Regions from separate parts of the Mus musculus genome. Here region 1 is linked to region 2. Evidence: chromatin contacts called from public Hi-C data. All regions are on one chromosome and are shown on one strand. Each heading gives the region's core, a stretch centred on a gene start, on an enhancer-like site or on the middle of the called end of the contact. The rest is flanking DNA. Distances are from core to core; before and after follow the strand shown.

The links. Hi-C and Micro-C count contacts between places; a contact is called where the count stands out from the background.
Region 1: a Hi-C map of cortical neurons shows a contact between it and region 2, with 2.5 times the contacts expected there. The contact joins two enhancer-like sites. A contact is called at or near these places in 2 of 484 Hi-C or Micro-C datasets (both in cortical neurons) and 1 of 115 datasets of contacts at active chromatin or transcription factors (astrocytes).

What each region holds. Positions count from the first base shown.
Region 1 is chr9:29,558,360-29,565,192 of GRCm38.p6, forward strand. It overlaps a transcript of Ntm not described here. Among named protein-coding and RNA genes, the nearest start is that of Gm15521, 71 kb to the right of the region's middle. Within about 2 kb of position 4,277, at least 9 of the 459 cell types and tissues checked have an H3K27ac peak or open chromatin away from gene starts, as enhancers often do. A contact at or near this core is called in cortical neurons, where this site is marked.
Region 2 is chr9:28,258,549-28,265,851 of GRCm38.p6, forward strand. The region is part of intron 1 of Opcml (opioid binding protein/cell adhesion molecule-like); the gene reads left to right. Among named protein-coding and RNA genes, the nearest start is that of Gm39313, 130 kb to the right of the region's middle. Within about 2 kb of position 3,038, at least 14 of the 459 cell types and tissues checked have an H3K27ac peak or open chromatin away from gene starts, as enhancers often do. A contact at or near this core is called in cortical neurons, where this site is marked.

The DNA of each region.
Region 1 (6,833 bases), core at 3,027-5,526, 1.3 Mb after region 2:
CTGTAATTTATCCCATATCTTCTCTGTCTGCATGTTCTTCCATCTCCCCTACACTTCAAAAATAACTACTTCTCTCTCAACATCTAATCCAAGATGCATTTAGTGATTGTCTTTTATAAAGTCTCTCCACTCCTTGCTTCCCCACTGCTCACTGGCTACATCAGGATGAAGCTACTCTCATAACATGCATGATTTTGACACCTGTTTTCTTCCCTAGTGTACAAGACTTAAAGGCAGAGTCTATGACATAGAAAATGTCTCCAGCACATTGTCTCTCATGTTGTGGGTATTATCCTCTGTAAGAAAGAACAAACATTGAATACAACAATGTGTTAAGCATTAATTAGAAATATTCTGTAGTTATATTTGGTTTCCTCTACCAAAAAATACTATTATTACTGACCAGTCAGTCCAAAGTAATGAATACTTATTATCTCACAGTGGGAAATCCAGTAGTCTTCTACTCAGGATCTGTCCAGGCTGAAAGGGAAATGTCAGCCTGATCCACAGTTCTCAGTTTGGCTTCTAGTTCCCTCCCAAGGTCATTGCCTGTGTGCATAGTCCACCTTCCGTGCTTCTAGAGGTACCATATTCCTGATAGGTGTTGTCTGGGTCTATCCAGTGGCTACAAGCTGGCTGTGATTCTTTGCCACATACCATTATATAGACAAGTTCCAATAACGCTGTTTGCTTTCTTCTAGGTCAACAGGAACTTGTCTCATTTCTTGTCCTTCCCAGCTTTCTATGGCAACCGTGTACACAATGCCACACAACCGCAGAAGTGGCCATCTGCTCAACATTTGTTATATAGCACAACCTGGCCAAGGAGCAGAGAGACCATTCCATCAGAGTCACAGGCTGTGTCCTCATTCAAAGACAAGAGCTTTCTGCATGTTCATCACAGTGGGAGGTAGATATATTGGTGATTATCTTTAGAATTCTGCATGCCACAATAATTGACTGGAAAAATGGGAATGGCCACAAGGGTCTTTGATAATGTTTCTATTGCTGTGATAAAACACCATGACCAAAGACAACTTAACGCTGGGAAGAGGGTTTTTTTTTTTTCTTTTTTCTTCTTATGCTTCCATGTAATGATCTATCATCAAAGAAAGTCAGAGCAAGAACTCAAGGCAGGGACTTAGAAGCAGGAACTGAAGAAGAGGATAAGGAGGAATTTTGATTCCTGGCTTGCTCCTATGGCTTGATCAGGCTGTTTGCTTATAGCAATCAAATAACCAGCTCAGAGGTGGTGGGACTACCCACAACGAGCCAAGTCCTTCCCTGTCAACCATACATCAAAAATAAGAAAAAAAAAAAAAGTAGCACAGATGTGCCAGCAGCCCAATTTGGTAGGATCATTTTCCCAATTGAGGTTCCCTCCTCTAAAATGACCCTAGCTGGTGTCAAGTTGACAGAAGACTAGCCTGCCTAACAAGCTTGAGTAAGATAGGAGAGAAAGGCAATCTTAAGGAAGAAGATAAAAGGAGATGTTAAATATGTTTACACGATATGAGTTTTACCATGATTATATGCAAGAGCTATTTTGGGTGTTTAAATTCTTCTTCTATAAATGAACATGAAAATTGAGGAACTTGTAATTTATGGTAGAATTCCTGACTACAGCTAAAGGGGTGTTCTTCTGCATTATAATTGCCTTCTTCTCCTACTCATTAGCAACAAAGGGGGAAAAAAACCTCTCAGCCTTGGAATAAATATGTGAAAAGGAACTTGACTTTGGTATTAAGTCTGAGTAGTTGCTCTTAAATTTCTTCCTCTGCTTGATCAACCCTAAGTGGAATCCTAAAGTTTTAAATATTATAGTTGATGGTTTTTACAGTAAGATTGACAGCCAACCTTTTGGTAAAGAACAAGTGGGTAGAAACCAGTTGTGTTAGCTTCACTTTAACCTTTTGGAAAACCAGTCACCAAACACAGTCATAGGCTTTTGGCTCATTGCAGAGGGGCCTGCTTCTTTTCTACAAATCCTCCCGGATCCTAGGATTTGAATGACAGGTGCTTAATGTTACCGAACATGCCAGGTTTACCTTTTCATCTCTCATATTGAATGGGATTACACTTCTGAGCTGTGACAGGTGATGGAATGACAGTATTATCAGCTTTCAAATTTTTAGCATTTGCTCACTCATGGCGTAGTCCCCTGGGAATAGCTCCTTTTCTATCCTGAAATCCACCAATGATCTGTGTATCATAATTCAATATATTATTCATCCCTCACCATGCAAGCAGAATTGGGTCAAACTTTTTTTTTTTTTTTTTTTTGCTCATAGGTAAAATATATCCCATAGGCAATTATCAATTCCCTTTATGACTAATGTAAAAAACACAATGGTGTTCTATTAATGGAAATGTATGCTTCAGTATTTGCAGTGACATGCTGTCTATACACTTTATCATTACACTAATACAAGGTAAATATTCCTGAAGCAACCAAGAACTTGGTAGAAACTGTAATAGCTAAGCATGTCAATTTGCCAGGAAATTAGAATGAACTGCTACATTGTGAACAATACTCTTGGACTCTTTGTTTGCAAAAATTGGGTTTCTCTTTTTTAAAATTCTATGCTTTAAAGTGAGTTATTTCATAACCGCATGGTGTGCAGTATTTTAGCATCATCCTGCTACAGGCTTCATTGCACAACAAAATTGTGAACATTTTACTAACAAAAGGGAAGCACAGAAATGCATGGCTTATAGATCTTATAACTTAATTTTAAAAGCCCTCTGTAATAAGAATTACTATTAATTGGAATAATATTTTTCATTAAAAGATTCTTATTTATTAGGCATGTCTGTGCTTATGTACAAATATTTCTCTATAACATCAACTCAGAAGTGGGCCAAGATTTCTATTTCACGCCCACTAATAGATGACACCCTACCAAAGAAGTAGGAGACATAGCAAAATTACTTTATTCAAGATACATAGGCTGTGCTGTGTGATGTTGATGCCTATAACCCTAGCATTTGAATGGCTCACAGAGGAGGGTCTGGAGTTTGACGCCAATCTTGACTACCTAGTGAGTTCAACGCCAACCAGGGCTATATAATAAGACTTTATCTCAAAAAGGAGAGGGGGGGGATTCCTGATGATATGGCTGGAGAATACAGCATCTCACTACATATAAATACATAAATAGCAATAAATATAGCCAACATCTATGGGTGACTCCAGGATTCCCTGAAAACACTGAAAGCTAAGGATGTCAGCCTCATCTAAAATGGTGTATTGCTGCATACTCTAAACACACACACACACACACACATCATCATCATCATCATCATCATCTACTTAAAATCCTTCTAGATTATTTGTAATACCTATTACCAAGTACATTTTCTATACAAAGTTCTCACATTGTTTTGATTATGGAATAATGCCAAGGAAAAAGTCTGCATGTATTAGTGCAGATATGGTTTTCATTTATGTGGTTTTGATCCAAGGTTGGCTGAATCCATGGACAAGCACCCTGAAGATGTGAAGATCTAACTGTGTAATGAACAATTCATTTATAAATAGAACTCAAAAATGTCCTCTAGAACCTTTTTGCATGTGTGGCAATTGTGATCCTCTGCCACAAAATATATATTCACAAAAGAGTGAGTCACAAATTTGGGGATACTAATACACACACACACACACACACACACACACACACACACACACATTCCTGTTTGTTCTGGGTGAGAAAGGGCTGTCAGTACAGAAAGACTCTACCCTAGCAGGAAGTAAGATTCACCACTTCGAGGACTGCTCTCCAAAGCCTGCTTTTCCTTTTCTCATCTGTTGGTTGTTGAGGAGCTAATGGGGTTAATACAATAGCAGAATCATGGGACAGAGGAACCTAGGCTTCTGTAACCACTGTGTGGAAGGATGCTAACTCTCCATCCTTCAGTGAGGCTTGCATAAAATTTTGGGGGAAGATGAAAGAAACATTCAGTCTGTTATGACATTAAAGTGTAGGGATTTTTTTTTCGCAACAGATAATATTAGCTTAACTAATACATAACTCAAGGTCTTGAAGTAGATGCTGTCATTTTATTTTTTTTTTTTTTAAAGTCTACCCGATCTGACACCAGCTTAGCAGTTTAGTGGTAGACAGTGAGGAAACAGACCTAGCAAGCTGGAAATCCCTGCTCTGCTGTAGTGAAACATTTGGTAAAACTGTCACCCTTGTTAACATGGAAGACAGACCAAGTGCCTACTGAGCTGGTGCATCTCAGGGAAGGACTTGGAAAGAGGCAGAATGCTAGCATATGTTGATCTTCCCTTGCTGCGTTTGGCAAGGTATTTTAAGAAAGATGAGTTTGAGATGGAATTAGCTGGTTTGCACACAAAAAGAAACAGGAAAAAAAAAAGTACCAGAATTTTAAAGTCATGCGCTCATCTGAAATTGCACCTAAAGGACAGGCATGTGAAAACAGTGACAAAGGCCCTTTAAAAATTCTCAGTTAATCCAAGTGCTGCAACCATGCAGTTTGGATCAGTCTGAAGCTGGAGCACCTGCTCAAGATGGCCATTCCAAACAACCCCAAATGACCCACTACCATCTTGACAGAGAGGGCTCAAAGCAGGAGGTTAGATACCGCATTATTATTTGAGAAAAGGCCTTCGGGTCTGATATCTAACTTGTACAAAGGATAAGAAACCCAATGGACAGTGTGGGTATCTTTTTCAAAGTATCTGTTCTGCTCTAATGACTACACCATCTCAAATAGTCACTTAACACACATAAAATAAATGCATAAAGCCTACGACTCAGGCTACATTTCACATTATCAATGCTATTTGGAAAGAAAGGCTGTAGGAATCCTACTGACCAAGCTTCTCAAATCCCCATATAATATCTTGGATTAAAAACCCCTAGACAATGCAGAACACATATGTGGAGTTATTTTCTGAGCATCTATGTGTTAAATAGAGCTATTCTAAAACATGTGCCAATTTTTGTATAGACACTGTTGTTCATTGACCACACTCTGGAGATGGAAGAGTTAAATGAAACCAGCATCTGGAAAAGATATTCCTTGCTTGGTCCCCAGGGGTGGTATCAATAGCAGGGGAAGGAAATCCAGGTCCAAATATTTTCCTATGGGGATTTAGTAAGGACAGCATAACAATACTTCAATATTAATTCCTGTGTCTGAAGCTCACTGGAAGTCTTTTCTCTCTCCCTCTCCCTCTCCCTCTCCCTTCCTCTCTCCCTCTCTCTCTCTTTTTTTTTAAACCTGACTGAGAGGTCTAATTCTTGGGAGGAAGTGCATGGCTTGCTTTTTTTCTAAGCAGGAGCTGTTCATAACAAAAGTGATCTTCTATTGAGATATATACCAAATGATCTAATAGGTTAGGGGGCCAGCTGCATTTGAGCCATAAAGTTCCTTTCAAATGAGCATTTTCAGGATTTGAGCCTATGCAAAACGGTAATAACATATATTTGTTACGGCACAACTCAACAGGATTTGTAAATGATAAACTAGCTGCCATGGTAGCACACCCCTGGAGGTGTGCTGCTCTGAGTTACACTTCAGAGACATTGGGATGGTAGCAAAGGTACATCGGGCTAGCAGCAGTGGCAGGACCCTCTGACAACTGCACAAGCATTCATCTCAAAATGATTATTTCCAAACCCCATGAGAACAAACCACCAAGAAAGAAGTACATCTCTAACCCCTAAGCATCCATTGCAGGAAGGGAGAGAACGGGAAAAGGGCAAGGAAAGCAACCCCTCTTCCCTCAGGAGAGATCATGGAAATGTTAGAACAGGCTGGGGTCCTCGGCAGATCTGAAATCTGAGTGTGCTTTAAAAACCACAGGCATCCAGGAAGGAAGTAGCCCACAATAGCTCTCAGATCATTAGTGGTGCAGTCACACTGAATGCTGAGGCAAATTATCTTCACCTTCAGTTTAATGCATTCCTGGAGGCTGCAGTGAGAACCACTCTTAGGAGTGTTCTCTAATGGAGAGTTCCACAAAAAAGAATTCTCACTAGGATTCTTTGTGATGGCATGGTTATCTGAAACAGAGAATGTAAATTATATTTGGAGCCTCTAGATAGGACACCCTCACTTATTTTGCATGCAATGAATGAGTTTATTGCAAATTGAGCCTCAGTTGGCCTGAATGGAATGATACAAGTAGAGACCGTTATTCCAGCGAGTGGAAGGTGGGGGAAATGGTATGTTATTCTAGCAAAGTGAGTTATGAGGGAATGACTTTTGAAAATGATTTCTCCAGCTCCTTCTGAAAGTGTGTGTGTGGCTGTGTGCGGAGTCAAGGGTTAGTGTGAGTGATAAGAATGGGCTTCCCCAAGGGCAAGACAGAATGGGGAAGAAGAAGAAATAAAGCACATGGCTGTCTCCCTGAGATGCTGCTACCAAAGAAGAAATTGAGGTTGTAAGGGGCAAAACCCAGTGCCTGCAGGGTAGGAGGCTTAATAAAGGCTATTGAGATAAGGGAAAACTCGTGTAACAGATGGGGTTCCACTGACATTTATGAAGAATCCACTGACGATTAAGTACTTTCAGTTTGGTGGAAGGTTTCAGAGCAATTTTGGAAAAAAAAAAGAAAAGAAAAAGAAAAGAAAGTCAGCAGTACCAAGGCTGTGGACTATTTTGTTTAAAAATGGGATGACAGAAGATGCCAGAGGTCAGAGGTCTTTAAGACTATTGGATGCAAGTTTTAACACACTTGTGGGAATTGTGAGGTATGTCCCGCAGTCATAGCAGACAGAATGATGTGTGAGGAACCAGACCGTGTAATAAAGGCAGGGAGATCGTGCACTGCTTAGTCACCCGTAGTGAAAACACACGAC
Region 2 (7,303 bases), core at 1,788-4,287:
CAGCAGGGGAGGCTTCAAGGCATAAGTCCTTGTACCTGGCCCCTGGGCCAAGCTGTACTTTGGGCATAGAAAGGTGAATTCACAACAGCTAGGAATCACTTTACTGTTTTTGTATCTTAGTGGGTGACCTGGTGAAATGTGGAATCAGATTAGCACATAATTATGCCTCTCTCCTACCTACAGGCTTGTTCCCCTGGGAAAGAAGTTGAAATTCCGCCATCCTTTTGTTCCTTGATAATTCCAGGCTTGCTTATGAAAGAGTCAGGAGGCTATACTGGATACATTCAAAGCCTCTTTCAGATCCCTGGCTTTAAATGGGCAAAGAATATTTGCACTATCTGGGCACTGGCTATGGGTTAAAGTCCCCGTTTCTGAACAGGTTATGAAATTGATTTACTTGCCACAGGGAACAGCCAAGGATATGATGGAGGATTGAGCCCATCAGGGATCCTGTTTCTGTCCTCATTCACCATGGCCAGGATCTCAGACTGTCCTACAGTGGCCATGGGAGACAGGGCTCTGAGACAGCTGAGGTGTCATAGCCTTTGTGTCCCTTGTGTTTCTTCTGCCCAAAGAGAAAGGGCTTCCCTTCAAGCAGCACGTGCTCTGTTTGGAGAGAGGGAATATAGTCAGAGAAAAAAAGAAAAGGCTGAGCGAGGCAAGCAGACTTCCAAGAGGCAAGTGAACAATTGCTGCAGGAGGGCCTGGAGATGCTTTGTCTGTGATGGGGAGAGATGAGGCTGGGTGGGAATGGAGAAGTACCCTTCATGTGCTCCTGGAGCTGTGCTCAATAGGGCTGACAAGACCCAAGTAAACCCCTACAAACCCACCACACCCTATCCAGTGATCTGCTTGAAGCATTCTGTGCTTGCAGAAGGACACTTAGGGGGAGCAGGTGGACCAGGACCACAGAAACCTGTTTGGGGAGACTGCAGGCAGGTGTGAGTCGGTCATAGAGCACCCAGCCTCATGTGGAGGTTATCACTTGTAAATAAGAGAGACGGGTTCTACTTTGGTACCAGGGGAAAGATATAGAAGTTGAGCTCATCCCAGATGCCTGGAGATTTCTGAGTACTCACAGGATTCTACCGGTAGGTAGAAAATTCTAATCCCTGAAACTGTGTTTTATACATAGAATTATTAGACACAATGCATAAATTAGCTCCTGGCTGTATGTCCAAGGCATATAGAAAACATAAATAAATGTTGTGCATAGACTTGGGTTCTGTCCTGAGAATGCCTCTTATGTATATGCAAATATTCCGGATTAATCTTTCAAAACCCTGAAATCCAAGCACCATGGAGGAGTGACCCTCAGCTTGCCATGCTCCATCTGCCCAGGAGAGGGAACATGTGTGCAGCCACTGTGTACAGCCCTTGGCTTGAGCTCTCGCTCTCGGCCACCCTCAACTGGGGACAGTGCCCTGTAGATGACCCACCTTGCAAGGATCGGTGGGATTCAGATCTCCCAGGGACACAAGCAAGGGTTCATTTATGGTGACGGCAGCAATGTGCTTCCTCCCCAAGCTCTGGTCCCTTCCCACTGGCTTGGCCTGGTGGGCTCCTGAATGGAATTTAGATGCACCAGTGCTAGATTTGCTCAATACCATGGGACCCAATCCAGACCTGCCCCAGACTCTTCAAGGGTCAGATTTTGAAACTATGCAGTCTGGGGCTGGTGAGATGGCTCAGTGGGTAAGAGCACCCGACTGCTCTTCCGAAGGTCCAGAGTTCAAATCCCAGCAACCACATGGTGGCTCACAACCATCTGTAACGAGATCTGACGCCCTCTTCTGGTGTGTCTGAAGACAGCTACAGTGTACTTACATGTAATAAATAAATCTTAAAAAAAAAAAAAAAAAAAAAAAGAAACTATGCAGTCCTACCCTCCCATAGCTAACTCCTGCCTGCTCAGCTCCAGCAAGATGGTGGGGTCACCGGCTCTCAAGTAGCAGACTTAAGTATTTTTCTCTGCTCTTTCTCTCCAGGTGATGCCACAGGGTCCTCTCAGTGGCCCTTATGCAGGAATGTTTCATCATCAATGCAGTCTCCCCTAACCCTGGACAAATACCCACCTCTATTCTTTCATTTCGTTTTGTTTTGTTTTGTTTTGTTTTGTTTTGTTTTGTTTTGTTTTGTTTTGTTTTTGAGACAGGGTTTCTCTGTGTAGCCCTGGAACTCACTTTGTAGACCAGGCTGGCCTTGAACTCAGAAATCTGACTGCCTCTGCCTCCCAACTGCTGGGATTAAAGGTGTGCGCCACCACCGCCCGGTCCCACCTCTATTCTTTACTTACATGGTCCTTGTTACAACAGTTAAGTAGTTTTGTCTTCTACTTAGGCTTCTTGGTAACTGCTTTATCCTTGTGGCCATAATATTAAGTCCACAGCCGGAATCTGGGTCTATTTTGTTCAAAGTCTCATTGTCAGTACATAGTAGCCTTCTAAGAAATGAATGAACCTCTAAGAGTGAATGAATGAAGCCCGGCTTACACACTCTACTGAGTCCACACCAAGCAATGCACCTGCAGAGGCTGCAGAGAAAAACTCTAGCTTGCCCTTCTAGGCATCTCCCTCAAATCACTTTTCCCAAGTGCCTCAATGTCCCGTTCATCTTTTTTCCATAAGAAGCAGTTATGGGGAGAGTTCAGGAAAGGGTCTCGGGTACTATGCCCATGGCATGGCATACAGGCTCTCTCCCTCCCAGGGGCAGTTTAGGATGTAGAGAGGCTATTTCAGGGTCATGGCCTCTCAGTAACAGGTCTCTGAAACACAGCATGTGGTAAGATCTAGCCCAGAGTGACTTCACATCAGTGGCTGACTTCTTGTTCTTTCGCCACAGGACAGCTCTTGGCATAGCTTGAAGGAACAGAGGGCGACTGCCTTCTAGGAAGGAGGGGCCCACCAACACTGTGCTCTGAGTTGTTTTGCTAATAGACTGTGACATTCCATGATCACTGTGAAAGAACTCACTTGCAACAGGAAGCTGAGAGGGAAGGGTGAGTTACAGTACCAAATCATAACCACCAGATGGCGCCAAATCTCCAGAAATGAGCTAAGAGATGGAGCAGGCAGTGCATCTTTTTCTGCAGTTTAGAGGCCGCCCATCCCTGACTGCTTTTCTGCCCTTTCAACTACACAGCCCTGCAGAGTGAGCCAGTGCCGTGTCCCCACTCTCCACCTATCTTCCCTCTACTCTTTAATGAAACCAGGACTCTTTGCTTCTTTGTGTTTTGTTCCCCACAGCAAGCCCCAAATGAGGTGCCTTTATCTTTCAGCCCTTGCCCTGACTGACACGTTCAAGCCAGCAAACCTGTTTACAGCTTGTCTGATAAAAAACATCTAGGAAATTCTTCTCAATGCAGGAACTGCCTTGAAGATATGTCCTATATTAATAGATAGAAAACACTGGGCCAGTGGTGGTAGTGGTGGTTTCAGGGGTGGTAGTGGTGGTGGTGCTGGAGGAGGAGAAAGAGGAGGAAGAGGAGGAGGAAGAGGAGGAGGAGGAGGAAGAGGAGGAGGAGGAGGGAGGAGGGAGGAGGGAGGAGGGAAGTGTTGCTTGAGAAAGAGACTGAAGAAAAGCTCACATCAGAAAAGTAAGAGCCACAGACACCACGAGTGCCTGACAACATGTGTTTTCCTACAGAGGTGCCCCACAGGGCAGACAACATCAACACTGTGAGAATCCTGCAGGCCCCATGAGACACAGCTTTACAAGGCCTTTTGTACATGTTCTGTGGCCTTTCTCCTTTTGGACACAATGTGAATTTGTCCAGCATTCTTGGTTTGAGGAAGGGAGAATAGAGGCCTGGAGAAGAAAGGCCTAAGAGCACAAACTGCTTTTTGATCTCTTGCTTTCTTTGCATGACACAAGTTATCCATCACATACTAGAACCCTTGCCACTGTGATTAATGCTTATAGACTAATTTACAATTCTTCCTTTCATTTTTGAGATTATAATATAATAACATCACTCCCCTCTTTCATTTCCACCTCCTAAATGCTGCCATAACTCCTGTTTGTTCTTTGAAATCTGTAGCTTCCTTTTTCATTAATTGTTGTTACATGTATGTGTGTGTGTGTGTGTGTGTGTGTGTGTGTGTGTGTGTGTACTATTTCTCCCACTCTCAGCATGCTTTAGCTGCCCAAGTTCTCTATGTAGGGTTGAGTCCTTTTGCCCTCCCCCAACCCCGTCTCTGTCTCCTTTGGCATGTCTGTTGTTGTCCTTGTTCAGCCTGTATTTAGGCAGTCACATTGGTGACACTTTATGAGCATAGGAGACATTCATAAGAGACATAATCTTACAGCAAACTCCCTGTAACTGTGCCTCTTCTTTCACAATGACCCCTGAGCTTTAGTTGTGTTTAGATTTATTCACTGGGCTCCACAACTCTGCATTTTGATTGGTAGTGCTTTTCTGTAATGGTCTCTGTCTGTTGCTAAAAGAGTTTCTTTGATGCAGGGCAAGGACTGAGCACGTGGACAGATAATTTAGATTCTGATGAAGATAGCTGCTGGTTTAGTGAAGTGGTTGTTCTAGGTTCTCCATCTGTGACTTGGGAGAGCATCCAGGAGAGGTGGCTATGCCTTCTGGGATGCTGTTAGCTCTATCCTAGGTCTTAGTTACATGGAGACTATGTGCGAGGTCAGGAGACCTCATCTGTGGAGAAGCATGGAATAGAGATGTAGTAACTACAGAGGTTGTGGCACTTTGGGCCCAGGATTTTATCCAAACCCTTTACTTGATCCTGGAAACAAATGCCAGAAGCAAGAAGAAATCTAAACCCCTGTTTTACGAGAGGCTATCATTTGTAAATTTAATTGTGCTGTGCTTCTTCTCATACCTAATCAGTCAGGGTCTAAGAGAGAAGACGCACATAATGGCATTGATATTGACTTGACCTATATCCAAAGAGCCAGGACCCGTGAGACTTAGGTGAACAAGGGCCATCCGAGAACCATAAACTTTCCTCCACTGAGGTTCTAATGAAGTGCAGGCTTGAAGAGGCAAAGAAAGTCAGCTAGACTCAGGGTCAGAGTATAGAAGCGTTGTGGAGTAAGGTCTGAGGACGGGATATTTGAGGCCCCCTCTCCTGACAGTGAGAACTTTTACCAGGCTTTGGACAATGTCAAATGTGCCTGTCTAACAGACACTCAAAGGTGTCTACATCCACTTAGAACATCTTTCTTGTAGACAACCATGCCCCTTCTGTGGGATCCCCACAGGATTTTAATGAAATTCTTAGATCTGTTTGATCTATACTGAGGAATTTATTTTTCTCTTTCTGTGCCATTTGTTCACGTCCCTGTGTATACTTGGACAAAACCAAAACCAAACCAAACCAAAAATGAAGAAGAAATGAAATTGAAGGTATTCTCTAATTCCACTTGGAGAAAAGTTTTCGTAAGAAGAGGTGAGAAAACCCCTTTTCCCCTTTGCATAGCGCATTAAAATAATTTATGGAGAGCGGCTCCCGTTCACCTACGGAGCTGGTCAAGATGAGAGGATAAATCTTTAAAAGAATAATGTTTTCCGAATCAGGTTCCTTGTCCTCAGAGCCTTTGATGTATGAGTGTAATAGTAGGCAGGACACATAGTGAAATATACATGAGGCCTCTTGAGGGAAGAGCAGCAGAAGGGAGGAAATATCAGTGTTTACAGCAAAACTCAATTGAAACACTCACTTCTAGATGATAGTTTATTACATTGCAAGCAACGGAGCTCAGCAAGGATGTCCTTTCCTGTCTGTCTTCAGGACTCCAATGCCTGCCCTACTCCATCCCCACATCTCACTCCCATTCTATACGAGGTCAAAACATAGCCTCTTTATTACCCACTTCTCATCAGCAGGCTTCAGATTCTAAAGAAAAGGAAGTAGAAGTGTGGAATCTTCTCGACACTACCAGCAATTCCCTGATTTTTTTTTTTTTTTTTGACACGTAATCTGTTTTAAACATGAAGGAAAGTTTGGAGAGAGGATCATTTCCTTGTTGAAGTTCAACCAGGGATCAGCTCCCAGCAAGGTATTCCGCGCCACCACCTTCTTCCTCCCCAAGCTTCCTTACCTGGAAGATGCCCACAATGAAAGGATTGTTTGGTTTATCCATTGATAAACCGCTGCTACTCCTGCAGCCCCCTGGAGGTAGTGGTCCTGCTGGCTGATGAGATTTAGATCCAGGTGGAGTGTGGCAGAGCTATCATCTCTGCATGCAACCAGTCAGTGAGGCCACAGGCATTTAGTGTGGGGCGACCGCTGCATGCAGCAACCCCAAGCCTCTGTGTGGGTTTGCTTTAAATTGCTTAGCAGCTTTAGTGGCATCCTACATCCTACTCCCTGTCTTAAACTGAAGCCCTCTCCAGGCAGAATGCCCGTTTTCTTCCTGAACGCACTGCACTGCATCATAGGATCCTGTAGCTGCCTTGGGACAGCAAAGCTGCAGAGATTGAATTTGGCTGGCTCCTCCCCTCCTAGCACTTCAAGGACTCCCTCTATGCTAAGGCTTGGCTAACAGTTGGAGTGCAGACCTGCACACAGGCGTCGGACTGTGTTTTAGGAGTGGAATAATGTGCCTCTAAATATGTCTGTAATTGCATTTTGCTGTTGTCAGGTCATAACCTTCCATTTTGAGATCTCCACAAGGGTGAGAGGAGAAGGGTGATTCTCTTCTAGCTGCTTTTGTGGTCTGGCTTTACTCCTGTAAAGAAAGCATCCTATCACGCACTGAGAGAGAGGCTTTGTGCTATAGTGTGGATGTGTCATATCCCCCCTCCCCCATATCCCATATGTTAAAGAGGTTGTTAGGAGTCCATGGAGCTCTCGGGTGCTGGCAGGAGTTTTAAGGGCTTGTATCCAGTGGGCAAAGTAAGGTCATTGTGGGATGTCCTCAGGAGCAGTACCCTGCCCCATTCTAGTTTCTTTCTGTCTGCTTTCTGGATGCCAGGAGGTGAGCAGCTTCCCCCATCACAGACTCCCTGCTGTGATGACTGCCTTGCCACCAGCCCAGAGTGGTCATCATCATCAGAAAGTTCTTCCTGAAACCATGAGCCAAATGTGACCTGCCTGGGAGGGTGGTTGACTCACATACTGACTTAAAGCTGACTAACACATTTAGAAAAACTGAGAATACAAAGGGGAGAGGAGGGAAGGGAAGGGACTGGAGGGAAGGAGATAAGGGTAGGAATTGGGTGGAAGGGAAGGGTAGCGAAGGAAAAGAAACTATGTTACATTTGGAATAAACGTGGATAATTCCTTCCTTGGTTTTAAAAGCTCAGTCCTTAATATGAGAAGTGAGAATCACTTGC